Regions from separate parts of the Mus musculus genome. Here region 1 is linked to region 2. Evidence: chromatin contacts called from public promoter capture Hi-C data. All regions are on one chromosome and are shown on one strand. Each heading gives the region's core, a stretch centred on a gene start, on an enhancer-like site or on the middle of the called end of the contact. The rest is flanking DNA. Distances are from core to core; before and after follow the strand shown. Region 1 has its middle 61 kb from the start of Gm33525. Region 2 has its middle 220 kb from the start of Gm23276.

Region 1 (4,899 bases), core at 2,101-4,600, 570 kb after region 2:
TGGGAAGAGCTAACTTACCACCAGAATACTTTTTTTTCACACTCTTGTATAGGTTATCATGGTAGTATTAACTGGAAACTCCTCAGAGCTTACAATCGAACTTATGTAAACAACCTATAGAATTGTTCCAAAAATATTTGAGTAGCTGATATGAGAATCATCTTATGAAATTAACCATATTCCATCTCCCAGTATGGACTGTTGTCTACTCTGTGCACTGAAAACTGGAAATCATGAAGGCTACATCTTAATCATTGGGGATATCATAAGTACATACTAAAAGTACAACTTCAATTTTTCAATCATTTTGTTTATATGCTTTTTATTATTTCATATACTCTATGCCATATACTCTATGCCTATATTCCACACCATATACTTCATCCATATACTTATGTAACAGAATTCACAAAAGAGATTAGTCTTTAAAATATATACAGAAAAATGCAGTTTACCAGATATTATTATTTATATTTTACCTTCAGCTACCTCAAAATCCAGATGATATATAATGATGTAGCCATTGTTGCTCAAGAACTATGTGTGTATAGATTACCTCAGATACATGCCTCTGCCTATAGTTAATCAACACCCTACTCATTATTCAATTTTATGACAATAGAACATACTTATAAAATTACAAAATATTTGACAAGGTCTGCTTCAAATCCTTATGATAAACAGACTTGAAACTAGTTCTAAATTTCCCTATTCCTCAGATTTCTCTTAATAAAATGTAAAATTCACTTCTATAGGTTGTTTATAGCATGAGATTACAAAAATAAAAGGTTATTATTAACTTTTTTTTCCCCCAGAGCTGAGGACCGAACCCAGGGCCTTGTGCTTGCTAGGCAAGCGTTCTACCACTGAGCTAAATCCCCAACCCCAAAGGTTATTATTTAATCAGTAACTAAAGTTCACTGATTTAAATAATTTTTATAATTAAAGTTCACCTTGCAAGTATGTTGCTCTGGACCACAGAGTTTGTTCTTTCTCACCACTGTATATTCATATTCGTCCCAAGCTATTTCCCCACCAACTTTGGAAAGGTTCCTTCCTCTCATAGCATCTTAGTTATCTCATCTGGGAAGTAAAGAAAATAATAATTACCCAATAAATGTACTGAGCTGATTGCTGCTCAGATTTTCACATTTAAGTGAATATTGAACACTCTCTTTCTGGACAACCACCTAGCCATTTTGTGTCCCCTAATAATATTTTCCTCTCTGCAGTGGTTTACAAACAGTTCAAAGGCCTGGGGACATTTTCATCTGGGATAGCAGTGACCAGAACAACTTTTCCTCAGAATGAGATTCTACAAATGCCTTTAGGAGATGAGAAATAGTAGTAACATGTGCCACTCTCCTCGGTTAACATAATTTAACAAAATTTCTCACAAGAATGTTTTTAAAATATATTTACTTAAAGTAATATTAGAAAGTTTTCAGGGGGAGATTTGTATACAGAAAGTAGTGCACAAATGCATTTTTGATGATTTGATTTTGTTTTCAATCGCATGTTGTTATGAAATTCTAAAGTTATCATAAGAAAGTTGATCAGGAACCTTACTTCTATTGAAAAGAATGTATTAAAAACACACTAAGAATTCCTCCTCATTATCATAAACATTAAGGAAAGACCTGTCATTAGCCTTCCATAAAATGGGTTATTTGTTTTTCAGTAGAAATGCATATTGGGATAAAGCACAGCTCTTATGACACGGACTAGAGAATTCTCCAGAAGAGTGATGCACTTGTTGCTAAGACAACCCACGAAACATTCAGATTTATGGAACATTAGACCAATAACCCTAAGGTCCTAACTCTGCAGTGGGGTAAGTAAATTTAAATGCTTCAAGTTTCATGGATTGCTTATAGCTTGCCTTGATCTTAAGGAAACTAATGAGAAGAAATAACACAAACATTGTCGTTTGGAAAATTTTACTCATGTATTTTTAATTTTATCTCTTGAGGAAACTTTTAAAAGTTTATCTAATTAGCAAAGTCCAAATAAAATTGTCAAAGAAATCTAAATCAGTTCAAGGCGAGGAAACAGAGGAGAAGAGTATTTGAACTCTACTCTGCACTCACAGACTCAAACACTAGCCTAAATAAGATCCATTATTTTAAGAGTCACTAAAAAGAACGATAAGAAAAAAAATGGGAACAATATTTATTCACATAGGTTACAAAACTAAATAGATGTCCATAAATAAGCTCTCGTTCCCATGATGCCAGTATAGCACACTTTACTTGGTTGACTTTAGCATTAAGAAAACTTAAAGAAGGTAATTAAAGTTCAATATTGATTTTCTAATATTAATTATCATTTCTTCAAATGTTTGTTTTAAAAACAGTTTTGCTCTACATTGTAATAAATGATTTTAGTGATGAAAGTTGCCTTCAAAAGTGTGATGGAAAAGAATTTGTGTAGGGTACTGTACAAATTGAGATACTGTGAGAATGTTGACAACGAGTATCTTCAAACTTCATCTATACATATATTGCAAATTATTTTTATCAAAATTAACCTGATTTCAACTGTTACTCAAATTTGAAATTCTGCTGCTTGTTTTAAATTTTTATCGATAATTGATAAGTTGATTTGAAATAATTTTAAATGGTATTAGCATTAAGATACTTTCTCTACAAAGTGTTGGGAAATACAGATTTTCTGAAATATAAGGGGTTTTGTGACGACAATGATATAAGTTATGTATGAATATAGTTAATCAATGAAAACAAAATATATTAAAGTATCAACAATAATGCAGTGATTTAACTGCTTTCATGGATGTTAAGTCAATAAACTTCTGAAGAATCATATATATTTAACCAAAAAAATAGATTTCTTGCATGTAAATGACCACATTTTAAACAAAAGTTATCTCCCAGACTTTTTAATCTTTGCTACATTTTACATATTGTACTTTCAAATTCATATCTCTGTGTTGACATATTTCAAATAAAGAAAGGGACTGTTGTTATTCTTTCTATGCTGTTTTCATTCAATTAACTCTACCATTTTATTTTTTTCTAAGCAAACAAGATGGCAGTTTACTCAGAGTAAGCCCGTAATAACATATATCGGCTAGAGTTGAACAAACACCTTTGCTCATGCAACGCCTTTTAAAATCAAACAGCTTTTAATAAAAGCAAACACACACGTAAATAGTGTTTCCCTTTGGAATTTGACTGTTAACAGAAAAATGATAAAAACATAAAAATGGTTTAAATTTGTACGGAAGTTAAATAGTTCAGGAAATGTTTTATTAACTGATAGCACGGGAGCAGGGTTTTGTTCTTTGCATGATACAGCAATGAAAGACTGAAACGTGTGCTATGTGGCTTTTGTCAAAGTTCTTCCTAACTGTATGAGCGTTTCACAAGGTTGTTGAAAACCACATTCTTATCAAGCACTCACAAAAGTAAAATTCTGTTTCAATATCTATTTTTTCTTAGATACATGCAGAATTTGAAAGGAGAACAAAAAAGTTCATATAGTTTTAAAATGGGAAAGTGGTTTGTACTTCTAGTAAATTATAACAGACATTCAGAGGAAGTAAAATTGAAACCAGAAATAGATACTTTTACTCTTTTGATATTAGTGTTTGATAACTTGATATATGTATATATATATATATATATAATGTTTTGATAGCAATATAAAATATAAACAAATAGCTATCATCTCCAAGTTAATATCACACAAGAGTATGTTTTCATCATTTAGATACAATTTATGATACATAATCAAATTTCTAAGAAAAATCAAATTTGAAGTGTTTGGAATTGCACATCTAAACTGACTTTGCTAATTTTATGAACTTCCAGTTTTGTATTAGTTAATGCAAATTGAACACAGACTTAGCATACAGGCCATTTGACCTGATATAGGTGATAAGATTGAAGAAGACTGGGATGGTGTGCTGTTTCACTGGGACACAGGATTTTTTTCCTGTACTAGCTGTGTAGAAAGTTAGTTTTTTTTTTTTCACAAATCTACCTTTCTCTCTGTAACTTGGGAATTTTAACTGTAGACTTGGTTTGTTTTTCATATCTTATAGAACTTTATGTTTGGACATGAATGACATTTAATATTAAATCATATTAAATATTTCTGAAACAAATATTCCCTGGTTATCGAATAGCATTACCTGGTTCTATTGGTGTAAAAAAACTTGATATATTTATTTTTTATAATATGTAATCAGATGAGAAAATATATTTATAATATATGCTATGACAAGTCTGCTTCTGATTTTTAGATTCTAAAATATCACATGTAAAATGTAAATTAATATAGTTTTGTCAGCATGGTATCATTTAGCAGGAAGAATCATTAATAATCCTTAAAAGTAAAGTGTGTAATTTAGTGTGATGTCAGGATACACAGTGAGAGGGAAATATATTTAACACAAAATAGAATACAAAATTGCAAGCTTACAATATTAAACAGTTCACAAAATTAGTTCTTGGATATGACATTATACACCATCAGGAAAAGGTAATAACATAATTAAGGGTGTTTGACATAATGTTGCCTGTGTACATGCAGCATACCACACACACTGACATGAGAATTGTCATTTAACAACGGGAACAACATGTTTAAACTCTATTTGAGTGGTACATTGAAAGAAAATTTAAGGTTTTCACATTGATTTCTTTAAGAAAAAAACTATTTCTGAAATTTCTGAAACACAGATGGGCATTTTTACCACACTGCCTGCCCTCATTTCTCTCTAGAAAAAAAAAGACTCGATTAAACCTATGCACTATGTTCTGGATCTCCAAGCTACAATTTATCTCATGTGCACATCTATGGCTATCCTGTTTGCATATCACTTTCTGCCTTTCTGACTTAAGGCATTAGTTTATAGATACTGGGACATTTTAT
Region 2 (5,448 bases), core at 1,222-3,721:
ATAATGTCTGAAAACTATGCCATCATTAGTTATAGGAAAGCTGTAATTCCCTTCTGATATGTGTAGAGCGTCTATTTCATTTCCAACATTGATGAGAAGCATGGGTATTCAAGACAGGGCTTCTTCGTGTAGCCCTAGAATTCCCTGAACTAGCACAAGGCTAGCCTTGAAATTAGCAATCTGCCTCTGCCTGGCAAGGACTGGGATTACAGGAATATACCACCAACACCACCAACACCCTGTTGAAAAAGAGAACAATAAGCCATATTTTGACTTATTAGGAGGAAACTGAAAATGCCCAGCATTTTTACTTTGATTTTCCTTGCTTACCCTCTTAACATCGTTGCAGTAACTCTGTAGTGATAGTTTAAGTAAGGAGTCTTTCAAAGTCTTACATGGTTTGTAACTTTAATAGAATATAACACACAGCGTGCCACCTGTAAGCAAGCTCTTCTTTTGGAGCACAGCTGGAATCACTTGAGCCTCTCAGGCCTATCTATGTTACTTGAGTTCCCTTTAAAACCACCTTGATTAGTTGACCTGATATACTTCCATACTATAAGTCCGATGGAAAAGAGGGTGGCAAAATTTTTATGGAATATTATTTTTAATTGAATGTGCCCTCTTAAAAGAACAATTTAATTGAGATTTAATAACTCTATAAAAGATAAATCTAGCTGCCATGTAATAAACAGTAATTAATTAGTTAATATCAATTAAATACTAAAAATATTAATTTACATTTTATGTCTAACTACTGTAATTCGCTATAGCTATCTTATTAAATGCTAATTAAATTCCTAAATATTCTTACAAATTTAATGCATTAATAACAAGAACGTAAGTACATATTTACTATATCTGCACTTCTGAGTTCATTACATGGCACTGAGATTTATCTCTTTTGCAGTAATTAAATATACTAAGCAAACCTCAGTAACTTTTCCTAACACAGACCATCACTGTTTTATTAATTTCAAATTAAATGCTCATTTCAGGTTTTTAATCTACAGCTGCCCCAAACAATTTTCTACGGGCAGAGCAAAGGTTATTGTGTGTTTAATTAAAGTTTATTTTCTTAAACTTTGGGTGCGAGATTTCTAAATATGACTCATGCTTTCTCAGAATAGCTGGTAGTAACCTTTTGATAACAATATTCATTAACATTTTTCTCTATATGTCATGTTCTTCTTCTGTGTTATCTTCATTCTCTGTTTAACTGAGTCTATAACTCTTAGGAGTTTTTGTCTTTCTGTTTGTGTCAAACCAGCAAAGATATTCCTTTCCTTCTTCATCATTAAAAGATAGAGTTATTAATAGCATCACAGAGAGACAGAGAGAGAGAGAGACAGAGAGAGAGAGAGACAGAGAGAGTCACAGAGAGAGAGAGACAGAGAGAGAGAGAGCAGAAAAGCATCCCATATGATATTTGTAAGCAAAGTGAGACCAGCTGGAAAAGCTGCGAGAGGAAGCAGCCTCTGCCAGGGTTCCAGCCTCAGGATGATTTCCCAAAGACGAAGGGAAAATACAGTCCTTGCATGTATCAGATGATTTAGAATCTTCAGTGCTTCCAGATATGATGGGGGACGTCATAAAGACAGGAGGCTGCTGTGCAGCAAGGAAAGCACATTAGCTATTAACCTTCCCCCAGCCGATCAACTTTATTTTGCAATCTTCCCTCAGAACCATTAGAATACCCTGAAGAAATAACTTTCCAATTAAAAAGGATCTCAGAGAACAAAGCCATTTTATCTCTGACTCCTGGTGTTCTTTATTCCAATAATTTAAATTGGAATTGATTTTTCAATTTAGCCGTTGACTTGCTATGGACACATAGCAGAAAAGGCCGAACAGAATTGCATGGCTGAAATATTTGTCTTTGTGATGTACTTCTCATAAATTCACAGGACTCCCCCTCCCTTGAAATGTATTTTCTTTGGCTGCCTTGCCTTAGACAACAGCTTTTTAGCACAGCATGGGCAAACTGAGAAAAACACGTCCACCATGATCTCAGAGATCTCACCCTCATTCCTTATAGATTTGTCTAATTGCTAAATCCTCTGGAAAATAAATAAAACAAGCTTATCAAATAATAGGCATTCTTGAAGCCCCACTATGTCTGCTAATTTTTCAGTAAGATTTAATTTATTTAAAAAGTAGATTCCTTTTCAATATATTTTTGATTCAAAAATATGCTTTAAAAGATATTGGATTTCTCCATAAATTCGGTAATTATTGATAGCTAAAAATATTATATTTCAATTAACACTTAATTAAATACTTCAAATGCTAAATTGCACTTTATTATTCTTTTTATGTTTGATAGTAAAGGGGCAACCAATAATTACTTCAGCATTTGGTAACAGTTCCAGCCTCTTGTCTGAAAATTTCTGACTGTTTACTCTGTGACCTTAGAAGAAATGCCACAGCCTTTGTCAGGGCCCCTTCCTGTTTCCTCACCCTGTCACTCCAGCAGGTGTCCCTACTTTCCTTTGTTTCAAAGCTCAGTCCCTCTTCTGAGATCATTACTGATGTGAATTGCAGGCTTGAAAGGAAATCCTGAGCTCATAACATTGTTTAACGTTTACTAAACATTGCATTGCTTAGTATTCAGACCCCATGAGGCTTTTGCTGTTCATTGTCTCTTAGATGATTGTCTGAAGGCATAACCTCAGAACCTGTCCTTGAAAAGTAAGTAGGAAAAAAAAAAAGAAAGAAAGAAAGAAAGAAAGAAAGAAAGAAAGAAAGAAAGAAAGAAAGAAAGAAAGAAAGAAAGAAAGAGAAAAAAATAAAAAGGAAAGAGGGGAAAAAAGAGGAAGAAAGCTCTCTTACCAAACCAAGAACAAAGGAGAACATGGAACCAACTAGAAAGTGCCTCATAGCAGGAATTTAGGACTAGGATTTTCAGGGCTAACATGGTTAACTGGCTGCAAGCATGGGGATATGAGTTGAGATGTCCAGCATCCTTTATATTGTGAGGAGGATCCTGAGCGAGCTTCTTTCGAGCCAGACAAATCATTGTAAGTGACAACTTTTCTGGAAAACTGAAGATAGCGATCAGCAGGTATAATATGCATGTATGAAACTGTCAAGGAACAATTTAATTCATACTAAAATAATAATTTAGCAAATAACTAATCATCATGAATATTTTGGATGTCTTAAAAATACACTGCCTGTTCTTTCATCCCATTGATTTGGGCTTACACTAAAATATGAATATGATCTCTAATCTTAACATTGTTGATTCGTTGCCAGTTCCTTGAGTGTTGTTTAATTTCTTATAAATGTACTTAGGCAGAAAAAGATTTTCAAAGCTAAGGTAAACCAAGTGAACAGTAGAGGGTAGCTAACTCGGACCTCTAGCCTCATGCCTGACTCTGACTTCTGACCTCCGGAGGCACACAGGCACACAGACACACACAAGCACACACTACACAAACACCACGCAAACACACACACACACACACACACACACACACACACACACACACACACACACACTATGATTTGCTACTCCACTTTTTATGCAAAACAGTGTTAGGAATCTAGTTGGTATTCAAAAATCTGCTGACTCTATGAATTATCCTGAAGTTTCCATCTGATTTTCTTCTCCGTAGCCAGTTATAAATTAATGCAGTGAAAAAAAATACTTCTAGTAAATATGATAAATGTACTTCTGTACTTACTACTGTAGCAAGTAAGTAGATATAAGCTCCAACTACACATTTCTGTTATAGAAGCCTGGCGGTTTGGCACTAGTCCTTCACTTCCAGATGTTGTATGATCTATATTTAAAAATGATTAAAATAATCTGTGTCATGTGCCATGAGAGATCATGTGGCTAGGAGAAGCATGCATTCTTTTCTAAGCAACATAGGAATTATAAGAAATGCTTTTGCAGCAGTAGCTTGTGAGACATTGAAAGAGAACTCTTGTGTGTGTTTGACACCTCTCTAATCACCAGAAAATACACTCAACAAAAATTCCTATCTTCTTGTACCCTGCAATCTTAAAAAACAAACAAACCATGTTAAAAATAAGTTAAGAGGTCAAAAAATATGCACTGGGGGCTGGAGAGATGGCTCAGCAGTTAAGAGCACTTCTAGAGGTCCTGAGTTCAATTCCCAAGGATGTGGTGACTCAAAACCATCTGTAATGGGATCTGATGCCCTCTTCTGGTGGGTCTGAGGAAAGCAACAGTGTACTCACATAAAATAAATACATAAATCTTTTTAAAAAAATGCATTGGAATGAAATGTGAGACCGCTAGCTAGAGTAGCAAATTGGTGAGGACTCAGAGCAGAAGGTGGGTGGTTAGAAGAAGGATGCTTAGAAAAATTCACTAAGAAACTAGCTGTTTACAGGGGTGGATATTGTGATGTAAGTGCTTTCCAAGAAAGAGCAGATTGTAAAAAGTTCTAGTCCAAGAGTGTGCTCAGGGGATTTGACAGCAAGTAGCCAGTGTGGTATAAATAAGCCTGGGAGACCTTAGGTTCCAAAGGGCTTTGTCGTGCACTGCAGGGACAATGGCTGTTATCCTATCAGAGAGAGACCCATTGACAGTTTCTCCTGTATCATTCCCATCTTACTTTAAATGAACAGAAAGTTCTTGTTGCCAGACCTGTTTTAACACCCCCGCCCCATCCCCAGCCTCTGGGTGAAGGGTCATGGTGATTTTTTTAAACAAAGCTTTCATCTTCAGACCTCATATTATAGACTCTAGAGACAGTATCTTTTATTTTTCTTTCTTTTTTCCCTCTTGGCCCAAAACATTTTCTTTGTCCAGCTGCAATACTATTGCCAGCTCTAGTTGTCAGTGACTCTTGCCTGCAGAGGCACCCATCTTTATGACTCCTCATCTATATCAGATAAGGGCTCCATAGGTGGTTGATAGAATATCCTCCTACCTGCAGGAAGATAAACTGTAATTAAAGCCATGCTGGTTTAGCTTGAGGTCTTTCTGTTTACACATTCTGGTCCTTTATATTTTAGACACTGAGGCCTCTATTACTGTATTTCATAGCATTCCCTCACATAATATTCCTGTAGTGTGAAACCTACTTGTATACTGTTTCTCCAGCAATCACTTTCTAGCATTCCTTTAACCTCTAACCTAAATCATCATGTATTTTCTCTCTTCACTAGATCTTTGCCTCAGAATTAAATCTGACAGGAAACCAAAACCCAACTCTCTTGTGAAATTTAGTGCTCACTTAGTCTCTACCCTATTAGCCGTTCTTTATTACAGTTCCTCAGAAATAGTTATTATCATAACCAATTTGTTTTGTTCAATTTTTATTTCTGTTTTCTCCAAACTTATTTGAACAAAGCTTCTATTTTTCTTTTCTAACTTGTTTGCTAAAATACATTTAGCAAAGGAATTTCCTAAACCCGATAATCAGATTCATCTGCCAGACTTCAATCAAATTGTATTTGATCAGCATG

What was found. Promoter capture Hi-C pulls out the DNA fragments that hold promoters and counts their contacts.
Region 1: a promoter capture Hi-C map of the HPC-7 cell line shows a contact between it and region 2. The contact joins two enhancer-like sites. A contact is called at or near these places in 2 of 39 promoter capture datasets (the HPC-7 cell line and embryonic stem cells) and 3 of 484 Hi-C or Micro-C datasets (LSK cells, embryonic fibroblasts and pre-megakaryocyte-erythroid progenitors).

What each region holds. Positions count from the first base shown.
Region 1 is chr14:96,989,177-96,994,075 of GRCm38.p6, reverse strand. No RefSeq gene overlaps it. Among named protein-coding and RNA genes, the nearest start is that of Gm33525, 61 kb to the left of the region's middle. Within about 2 kb of position 3,350, at least 18 of the 459 cell types and tissues checked have an H3K27ac peak or open chromatin away from gene starts, as enhancers often do. A contact at or near this core is called in the HPC-7 cell line, where this site is marked.
Region 2 is chr14:97,556,809-97,562,256 of GRCm38.p6, reverse strand. No RefSeq gene overlaps it. Among named protein-coding and RNA genes, the nearest start is that of Gm23276, 220 kb to the right of the region's middle. Within about 2 kb of position 2,471, at least 22 of the 459 cell types and tissues checked have an H3K27ac peak or open chromatin away from gene starts, as enhancers often do. A contact at or near this core is called in the HPC-7 cell line, where this site is marked.